Regions from separate parts of the Mus musculus genome. Here all the other regions are linked to region 3. The links are chromatin contacts, called in public HiChIP or PLAC-seq maps. All regions are on one chromosome and are shown on one strand. Each heading gives the region's core, a stretch centred on a gene start, on an enhancer-like site or on the middle of the called end of the contact. The rest is flanking DNA. Distances are from core to core; before and after follow the strand shown.

Evidence for each region. HiChIP or PLAC-seq counts read pairs in DNA pulled down with a chosen protein or histone mark.
Region 1: a contact with region 3 is called in a FOXA1 HiChIP or PLAC-seq map of pancreatic cancer cells. The contact joins two enhancer-like sites. A contact is called at or near these places in 2 of 484 Hi-C or Micro-C datasets (double positive thymocytes and embryonic fibroblasts) and 3 of 115 datasets of contacts at active chromatin or transcription factors (embryonic basal ganglia, large pre-B cells and pancreatic cancer cells).
Region 2: an H3K27ac HiChIP or PLAC-seq map of trophoblast stem cells shows a contact between it and region 3, with 11 read pairs. The contact joins two enhancer-like sites. A contact is called at or near these places in 6 of 484 Hi-C or Micro-C datasets (the N1E-115 cell line, fibroblasts, forebrain and 3 more) and 14 of 115 datasets of contacts at active chromatin or transcription factors (astrocytes, craniofacial prominence, differentiating embryonic stem cells and 10 more).

What each region holds. Positions count from the first base shown.
Region 1 is chr13:28,527,794-28,530,539 of GRCm38.p6, forward strand. The region is part of intron 7 of 2610307P16Rik (RIKEN cDNA 2610307P16 gene); the gene reads right to left. Among named protein-coding and RNA genes, the nearest start is that of Gm40841, 110 kb to the left of the region's middle. Within about 2 kb of position 1,323, at least 7 of the 459 cell types and tissues checked have an H3K27ac peak or open chromatin away from gene starts, as enhancers often do. A contact at or near this core is called in pancreatic cancer cells, where this site is marked.
Region 2 is chr13:28,930,557-28,933,281 of GRCm38.p6, forward strand. No RefSeq gene overlaps it. Among named protein-coding and RNA genes, the nearest start is that of Gm46406, 13 kb to the right of the region's middle. Within about 2 kb of position 1,390, at least 71 of the 459 cell types and tissues checked have an H3K27ac peak or open chromatin away from gene starts, as enhancers often do. A contact at or near this core is called in trophoblast stem cells, where this site is marked.
Region 3 is chr13:28,737,514-28,740,213 of GRCm38.p6, forward strand. The region is part of intron 3 of 2610307P16Rik (RIKEN cDNA 2610307P16 gene); the gene reads right to left. Among named protein-coding and RNA genes, the nearest start is that of Mir6368, 28 kb to the left of the region's middle. Within about 2 kb of position 1,413, at least 65 of the 459 cell types and tissues checked have an H3K27ac peak or open chromatin away from gene starts, as enhancers often do. A contact at or near this core is called in pancreatic cancer cells and trophoblast stem cells, where this site is marked.

The DNA of each region.
Region 1 (2,746 bases), core at 73-2,572, 210 kb before region 3:
CTCCTCTTGATAATTTAGGAGTGAATGATGTCAAATATTTACTCGGGCCACGAATCCAATGCACTTCCTCCTCCTGTCTATTTAGTGTCACGTGACAGAAAGTGTCCCACACATGACAACTGTCACTCATCACAGCTTATCTGATACAATAATCTCAAGAAGCAGGGGTAGCTTCTCCACAGGAGATAGGGAGAAGAAAGTGACCGCCAACAGTTTTAAACATTCCCCACAGCAGAGTATACAACAGGAGCAACTAGATTTAAATCCAACATTCCAGATGTCAAGAGCTCTAATGCCCTGTATACCCAGGGCATTATGAGCAGCACAGCTCACAATTTTGCCAATTCTCTAGTTTAGGAATTCAAGAAATATTTTTGAAAGAAAGGTTTTTAAATCTAAAGTCCTAGCATTTTTTACCTACGTTCCCCCCCCCCCCAAAAAAAGTTTGTAGTCAGAGGCAGTGGTGATACACACCTTTAATCCTAGCACTTCGAAGGCAGAGGCAAGTGAATCTCTGAGTATTTGAGGCCAGCCTGGTCTACAGAGTGAGTTCCAGAAGCCAGGCCTATACAAAACAAACAAACAAACAAACAAATAAATAAATAAGTGTGGATCATTAGAACATGGGAGGGACCTGTGGTCTTTCTAAGTCTGTGCCTTTATGAACAGGCCCTGACCATTGAGACTGGTAGGAAATGACCCTTGTGCTGCTCAATTCAGAGGCCTCAAACCTTTGACCACATCTCAATATTTGTGGGCTCTTTGTCCCTATAACCAGCACTCTTACTTCAATTCCCAACCTTTAAACTCCTAAGGTCATGGAAACATTAATAATGGCCTTCCTTCATGAAACCTCAAGTTCTCTCCCACTTGCACTTCTGACCCATTTACTTACTCTGAAGCCAACAGCAGCAGCCTACTAAACAGCAGTTTCTCAGTAGGAACTCTGAATCTTTCCTCAACATCTTGGACCAAAGAACAGCAGAGCTACAGGAACCTTTATATCTTCGCAGCCTTTTGTCCATACAAACCAATTATGTAACTTAAATTTTTTCCTAGCTTTAATTTTGTGGGGGTTTTGCTTGCTATGGGGAAAGACTATGCTGGCAGTTCCATCTCTTGGCTATTACTAGGCTACACACACACACACACACACACACACACACACACACACACACACACGAGGGAGTACAGACAGACATGGAGACACACAGAAAAAAAAGCAGACACAGAGAAACACCTAAGCTGGCAGCCTGTAGTGATGCACAGACAAAATATAAAGAAAAAGCTTTCCAAAGAGGTTAAGCAAGCATTGCGCAATCAATGCACTGATGTATTGCTTTGTAGCTGGTAGAACTAAACAAAGCAGCAGCTATTTATTGCCAACAGAACAGCATTTTCAGCTGAAATGATAATAATAGCAATTAATGCTCCCTCTGAATTTAATATCTGTGAGGCACTATGGACTAAATGCCTTCCATGAACAATTTTACCCATGAATATAAATGTGTCATGGCAATTTTACAGACTGTAGGGAGGGTAGGGAAGGTTGAGTAACTCGCATGGTGGTGATTAATAATGGAGCCAAGACTGAAGCCCAGGGTGACAATTGTGCTGCACAGGAGGTCTCTGCCAGTAAATGCCTGACCACACTGGTGTCAAAGCCCAGCTATCTCTGTTTTGCTTATTGATCTGTTGACGGAACTCAAAATATCACTCAACTCATTTTGAAAAATTGAGCAATTCATAAAATATTTGGGTGTCAAAATGCATACAGCCACCGGCTCCATCCATCATAACGATCTTTTACTTGTCTCCAGGAAAAGGTACGTGTTATATACAATGGAAATTTATTCAGTGGTAAAGAAGACTAAAGCTACGAAATTTGCAGGAGAAATGGATAGATACGGACAGTTATCTTCAGTGATGTAACCTAGGTCCACAGAGACAAATGCCACATGGCCTCCCTTGTATGCAGATCCTATCTATAGATTCTTTTTTCTTTTTTAGTCATAGGTTTATCATTATCACTGACTGATGGTAAAGGACAGAAAGACAAAAGGAGCTATTACAGAGAGAAGTGATAATAAAATCCATCAGAGATGAAAGGGAGTGGGCACTGGGCAAGATAGAAAAAGCCAAGCCGGGAGGAGGCCAGGAGGATATGGAAGAAGAAGGAGTAATAAAACTAAAGATAGGTAGATATAGATATATAGACAGATATATACCATATAGAAGAACCCACTATTTTATGTGGTTATTGAACACATAACCTGAAAAAAACCAGGGAGATGGCTCAGTGATGTTGTGTGTTCACTGCTCTGGCAGGGTACTTAGGTCCCAGCACAGCACAGCAACCACATCAAACAGCACACACCTACCTGTCTGAAACTCAGGTACAGGAAAAGTGAATCTCTCTTTTCACTTCTGCAGGCTCCTGCATACATGTGTACTCAGGTACACACACACCCACATGCACATACAAAAAAAAAAAAAAACTGAAAGGAATTAAGAGTGGGTACTAAGGCTCTTCCTGGAAGCTGTAGGTTATTAAATAAAATCCCCAGTGCCAGTTGTGGAACACCTCCCTATGGCCAATGAGATCCTAAAAGGTTATTGCCCCAGATCTGTGTTGCTACCTGGACCTTGACAGTAAGGCTCTAATGCTGAAGATACCCCATACTCAGAGAAAACAAACGACAGCTCAGCTAGAAGCTTCTTCCTAAGAACCTCATCCATCTTCATA
Region 2 (2,725 bases), core at 140-2,639, 190 kb after region 3:
GTGACAGACCTGCCCAGGCTTAGTTTAGGAAAAAGCAGAACAGCTCTGTCCTTGTGTTTGCCCAGTTTCAACAGTTCAGGAAAGGAACCTGAAGGTGCGAGCTGAGAAGTGGCCCCGAGTCTGCCCAACTTTGACTCTGAGTCCCTGTAGGACTGTGTCCTAGTGAGCAGACAGACTGACTCAGACAGAAGGACAGATTACAGGGCTCCTCAGTAAATTCCATAAATATTCGAGATTTTCATCCTACGCTGTGGTCACTGAAAATGTAAGTCTGAAATAGCATGGAGAACGACCATGCTCAGTGAAACTGTGTCTTGTTTTCAAATGGGCCTTCTCAAGCCGAGGCAAATGTCAAGTTTAATAAACCAACGCATAGATTCTCATGGCAGTCTCTATTCCAACGCATAGATTCTCATGGCAGTCTCTATTCCAACGCATAGATTCTCATGGCAGTCTCTATTTCTACTTTGAAACTCAAGATCTGCAGATTCTTCAGACATGCTATGTGTGTGTGTGTGTGTGTGTGTGTATCTGTGTGTATGCATGGTGTGTGTGTGTGTGTATGTGTGTGTGTGTGTGTGTGTGTGAGTGTCTGTGCATCTGTGTTTGTGTGTACATGGTGTAAGTGTATCCATGTGTGTAAATATTTGTATGTGTAAGTGTGTGTGTTCTAGGAGTGGCGCTGGGGATCGAACTCCGGACCTCATGCTTGCTGACAAGCACGTGTGAGACAAGAGTTGGACCAGTCCGTGGATATTGTTCCTCTCAACCTGTCTCCTTGCTTAGGATGTCAGGCTATGGTCAGCCTCTTGGTGGCCTTTCCCTCTTGACCCCAGCTGCTCCTGATCCCATACCCTCCGCCCACAAAACAGGAAGGAAACAGGAATTGGCTGCTCATCAATGGCCTCTCCCCCATTGTCCAGCAGGAAAATTGCCCAGTCACACACACCCTGCCTCCCTCCCTGCTTACACACCCCAGACTTGCCCTAGGTCATCTCTTGGCTACTCAGACACTCCTGGAAGGCCAGAGTCTGAGAAAAAGAACTTGCCCCTTTCTGTCACAGGGGTGAGAAGGACACAGACTAGCCTCTGTCACAGGATTTTACCTTTGTAGTTCCTCCAGTACCAACCACCTATATTTCCAAAGGTGCATTTCAGAACTTATCCCTGAATATCATTCCCACCCCCAGGTGCATTCTCAGGAGGAAAGACTGGCCAGAGGTTCCCCATTGACCCCACCCCCAAATGCTCCAGAACAGGACACTGTCAATCTCTCCTAACAAACAAGAACAACAACAACAAAACCAAAACAACAACAACAACAAGCTGTTTGAGGCCTGAGCAGGCCGGTTCTCATGACTGCCTTGGTGACTCATTCTTTTGTCCCTTGTGTTTCAGAATTTCTTTCTCAGAAATCCCCTTGATGTCATCCCTGTTTTCTTCCGCTTCCATTAGGCAGATCAAATGTCTTTTAAATATCAGCTTCCAACTGGGCCAAAACACCCGAAGGAACAGGAACAGTAGGAGGGGGAGGGACTGAGGTGTGTGTGTGTGTGTGTGTGTGTGTGTGTGTCTGTGTGTCTGTGTGTGTGTGTGTGTGTGATGTGTATGAGGAAAATCACAATTTGCATCTTAACTTTACTCAACTTACAAACATAAAGTAAAAACTGCACCATCACCTTCCTGCTAATTGCAGGACTCTCTTTTTGAGCCCTCAACTCCTCCTCCACCTCCCTCCTCTCTACAAGCCAATTAAAAAAAAAAAAGGAGGGGGGGGTGTGGTGGGGGGGTGTGGTGGTGGTGGGGGTGGTGGTAGGGGTGGTGGTGGTGGTGGTGGAGGTGGTGGGTGGGATAAAGACATCCAACTACTGAGAAACAAAGCTGATAGAGAGGGGTCAAAGATGAAGACCTCTCTCTACATCAGGGGACAAGAAAGCAAGGACAACATTCTTTTCTGTTCCCTAACTTTAAAGGATCCGCACGGTTCTTTCCCCTTCTCTCCTTGTGCACAGGACTGGCCTAACCAGCTGCCCAACCAGCTGTCATCTTTTACATAGATAAGAGGACCCCAAACACAAGGTGAACCTTTCTCCCTGCTAGTGTGTCAATGAAATGGAGCTGAGCTGGACCAATGATTGTGCACTGCTGAAGCAAGAGGATCAGAGTCATCCTGTGCCAGCCAAAACCACTTTCGAAAGTTGAGTTCCACAAACATTAGGTAGGGATGCTGGGGCCTTTATACCCACAAAAGTGATCCACAGAATAGAGGACGAATAGATCTAAGCATGACCAACTTCCAAGAAGATTTTGCGACTTTAGAAAGACGTGGGGGTTGTGAGACACATATGGATTGTGTAGTTGTTTTTTGGGGTTTTTTTTTTGGTGTTTTTTTTTTAAGTTATCATATCTTATTTATTTATTTGTGTGAGTATGCTTGTGCCTGGGGTTGAGGGGGGGGGGGAGGTTCTACACACATGCCACAGTCCACATGTAGAAATCAGAAGACAACTTTGGAGTGTCACGTCTCTTCCTCTGCCACGTGGTTCCAAGGATCCAACACAAGTCATTTGGCTTGGGAGCAAGTCCCTTTATATGCATGGAGCCACCTCATCTATTCTGATTAGTAATTTGCTAGTTTATTTATTTTGAGACATTATTTCCTATATCCAAGTTGGCCTTGAACTCACTGAGTATCCAAGGGTGATCTTGAACTTGGTACTCTTGA
Region 3 (2,700 bases), core at 163-2,662:
AGAGGTGAAAACACTGAGTATCCATTCTGTGCCTTAGCTTCTAGTCTCCCACAGACCAGCAATAGTGAAAGGCTATAGACAATGGATGTTGTGCGCACACTAGCTTCTTTTCTGACTTACACAAACCAATGAAGTGGCTTTCCCCACTTTCTTCCCAGGTGTTCAGTGTAAAATAACAAAACTCACTTTTTCCACAATTAACTGAAATCTCCAGAATGTCTTACTGGAAACGTCAAGTCTGTGTCCTTGGGGCTAGCAGTGTAGCTCATTTTCCAGAATGTTTTTTTTTTTTTTTTCCTGAACTGCACACAATTTGGGCATTAGCCCCAACACAAAGAAAAAAACACAAACAAAAGTCATGGTTTCACTCCTGACCCTGAGACGACCTGTCTCATGAGGGAGGAGCTTTGGTTTACACTCGAAAAACCCAGAACCATTCAAGAGATCCCTCAGATGATGACTGTCATCAATTCTGACACCACGAAATTCCCTTTTAGAAACTGTAGCAGTGTTTCTACTCACACTGTGTCCTAAGCCCCACCAAGCCCAGCTTTACAGAGGGCATGTCCACACTGCCAGATCATATTCAGAAGCCCCCGATGTTACACAGCACCGAAATGTCAGCCTCGATCAACACTGGACATTAATGGCACATGATCTGCTCATCCAGGTGGCAAGTACCAGAGGCATGAAGTTGCTGGACTCATAGCATGTTACACTGGTATCTCTTCAGGTTCTCCCCACTCCTGTGTGCATCAACCTACCACACCCTAATGGATAGAAGCTGCCCCACTACAGAGCAGGCGCAGAGGGAAACGAGGTCACAGGCTTTCTGCTTAGCTCCTGCAAACTGCACTAAGAGACTGGATCCAAGCCAAGTCACACCGGGAACACCCCCCCACCCCGCCCCCCAATCAGGAAGCAGACCCAGACACATGAGGAGAAAGGAGAGTTTGAGACTAGCATGGGCTACACAGCAAGACTCTGCCAAAGGGGGGGGGGGGGGGAGAGGGAGAGAGAGAGAGAGAGAGAGAGAGAGAGAGAGAGAGAGAGAGAGAGAGAGAGAGAGAGAGAGCTGCTACCTAGAAAGGACAATACTGACCCAGAACCGCTTGGTGGTTCTCCAATGGGCCTGAGAAAGACCTGAAAGGTGCTTGTTAAAGATTTCAAAACTTCCCCCAGAGGTCTCTGACTCAGCAACAGTGGGAGCCAAGGATTAACAATTTGATCGAGAGCCACAAGTGTTGAGGTACTGGTGGTCCCCAGGACCACACCGAGAGAGAGAGAGAGAGAGAGAGAGAGAGAGAGAGAGAGAGAGAGAGAGAGAGAGAGAGCCCAGCAGAGAGCCCAGTGCACAGAAAGAGCCAAGAGGGAGGTGAGCCAGGCCTTTGGAATTCTCAAGTGGCTTAGCAGTGTTTACAGTCTAGCCCAAGTGTAATGCCTGCAAAGTTAAAATTTCACCAAACAGCCACAGGCAAGAAGAAGGTTCACATGAAAGTCCTGGCAACACTAATGGTGGTAATGGTATTTCTTGAAACAGGGCACTGTGTCGACCTACCTGCCTCTTTTTAAGATGTTTGCAGGCCCTGCCTCTTTGCTCTCTCTTCTGTGGGGTAGGAGGCTCTCATCTCTGCCTTCCTTGGAAACAGTATTATTCCCTAGGAAAACTGTCCCTCTTTACTCCTGTCTGTCCTTGTACAACTGACATTTGCAGCCTGGCATGGTGGACCATGGCTGGAATCACAGCACTCAGTAGGCAGGGGCAGGAGGACCAACTGCAAGATGCAGGCCACTGAGGGCTATAGAGTGGACTGGATGCTAGCCTGGGCAACTCAGTGACTCATGTCTCAAAGAGAAGTAAATAAACAACTGGGGCAAGGAGTGTAGATCAGTGGGTAGAGCGCTGGCCTAGCAAGCACGAAGTCCTGGATTTGATTCCCAGAACAGCTTCATTCCTACAGTCCCTATGCTTAGGAGGTGGCAAGAGGAGGATCAGAGCTTCAAGGCTACATATCAGGTTCAAAGTCAGCCGAGGCTATAGAAGACCCTGCTTTTAACTATCTTTTGAAAGCATTGCATTGGGTGCAGCAATTTTATATTTTTACTACCACCCATGGTTTATGTGGTGAAATTTATGCAAATATAAATAGGAAAAACGAACAATGAGATGGTGAGAACACAGAATCAAATTAGACACACACACACACACACCTGCACATACTCTAATAAACATGGGTGGCTTAGTGGGTTAATTGTAAAATCAGAGGGGAAAATCTGAAGAAAGGACTAACAAACTATCAGTAAGAGCTGATGTACAGGGAACACAGAAATAGTCTCAGCGAAGCAAAGGTATTACTTAATGGACTGCTACTATCCCATTAAACATTTATAAAACAGGAGCATTTAGTGAAGGGCTGTCAAAAAGCAAGGGCAGAAACCCACTCTCCAAATTCCCAACTCTCCTCACTAAATCAGGCAAATTCCCTCCACCACCTGAACCAGCTGACAAAGCCCAGGCTATTTTCTGTGGTGCTTCTATAGTAAGTGCTTTCAGGACAGAGTCCATGCTATAAGCACCCATTAACATTTAGGCAGCTTCATAAGTACCTACACTGCAAGGTCAGACCAACCCACATTCTAACAAACTAGACACTCCCAATCACAGGCCACAAACTGGGCCAATATTTACTCGATAATTTG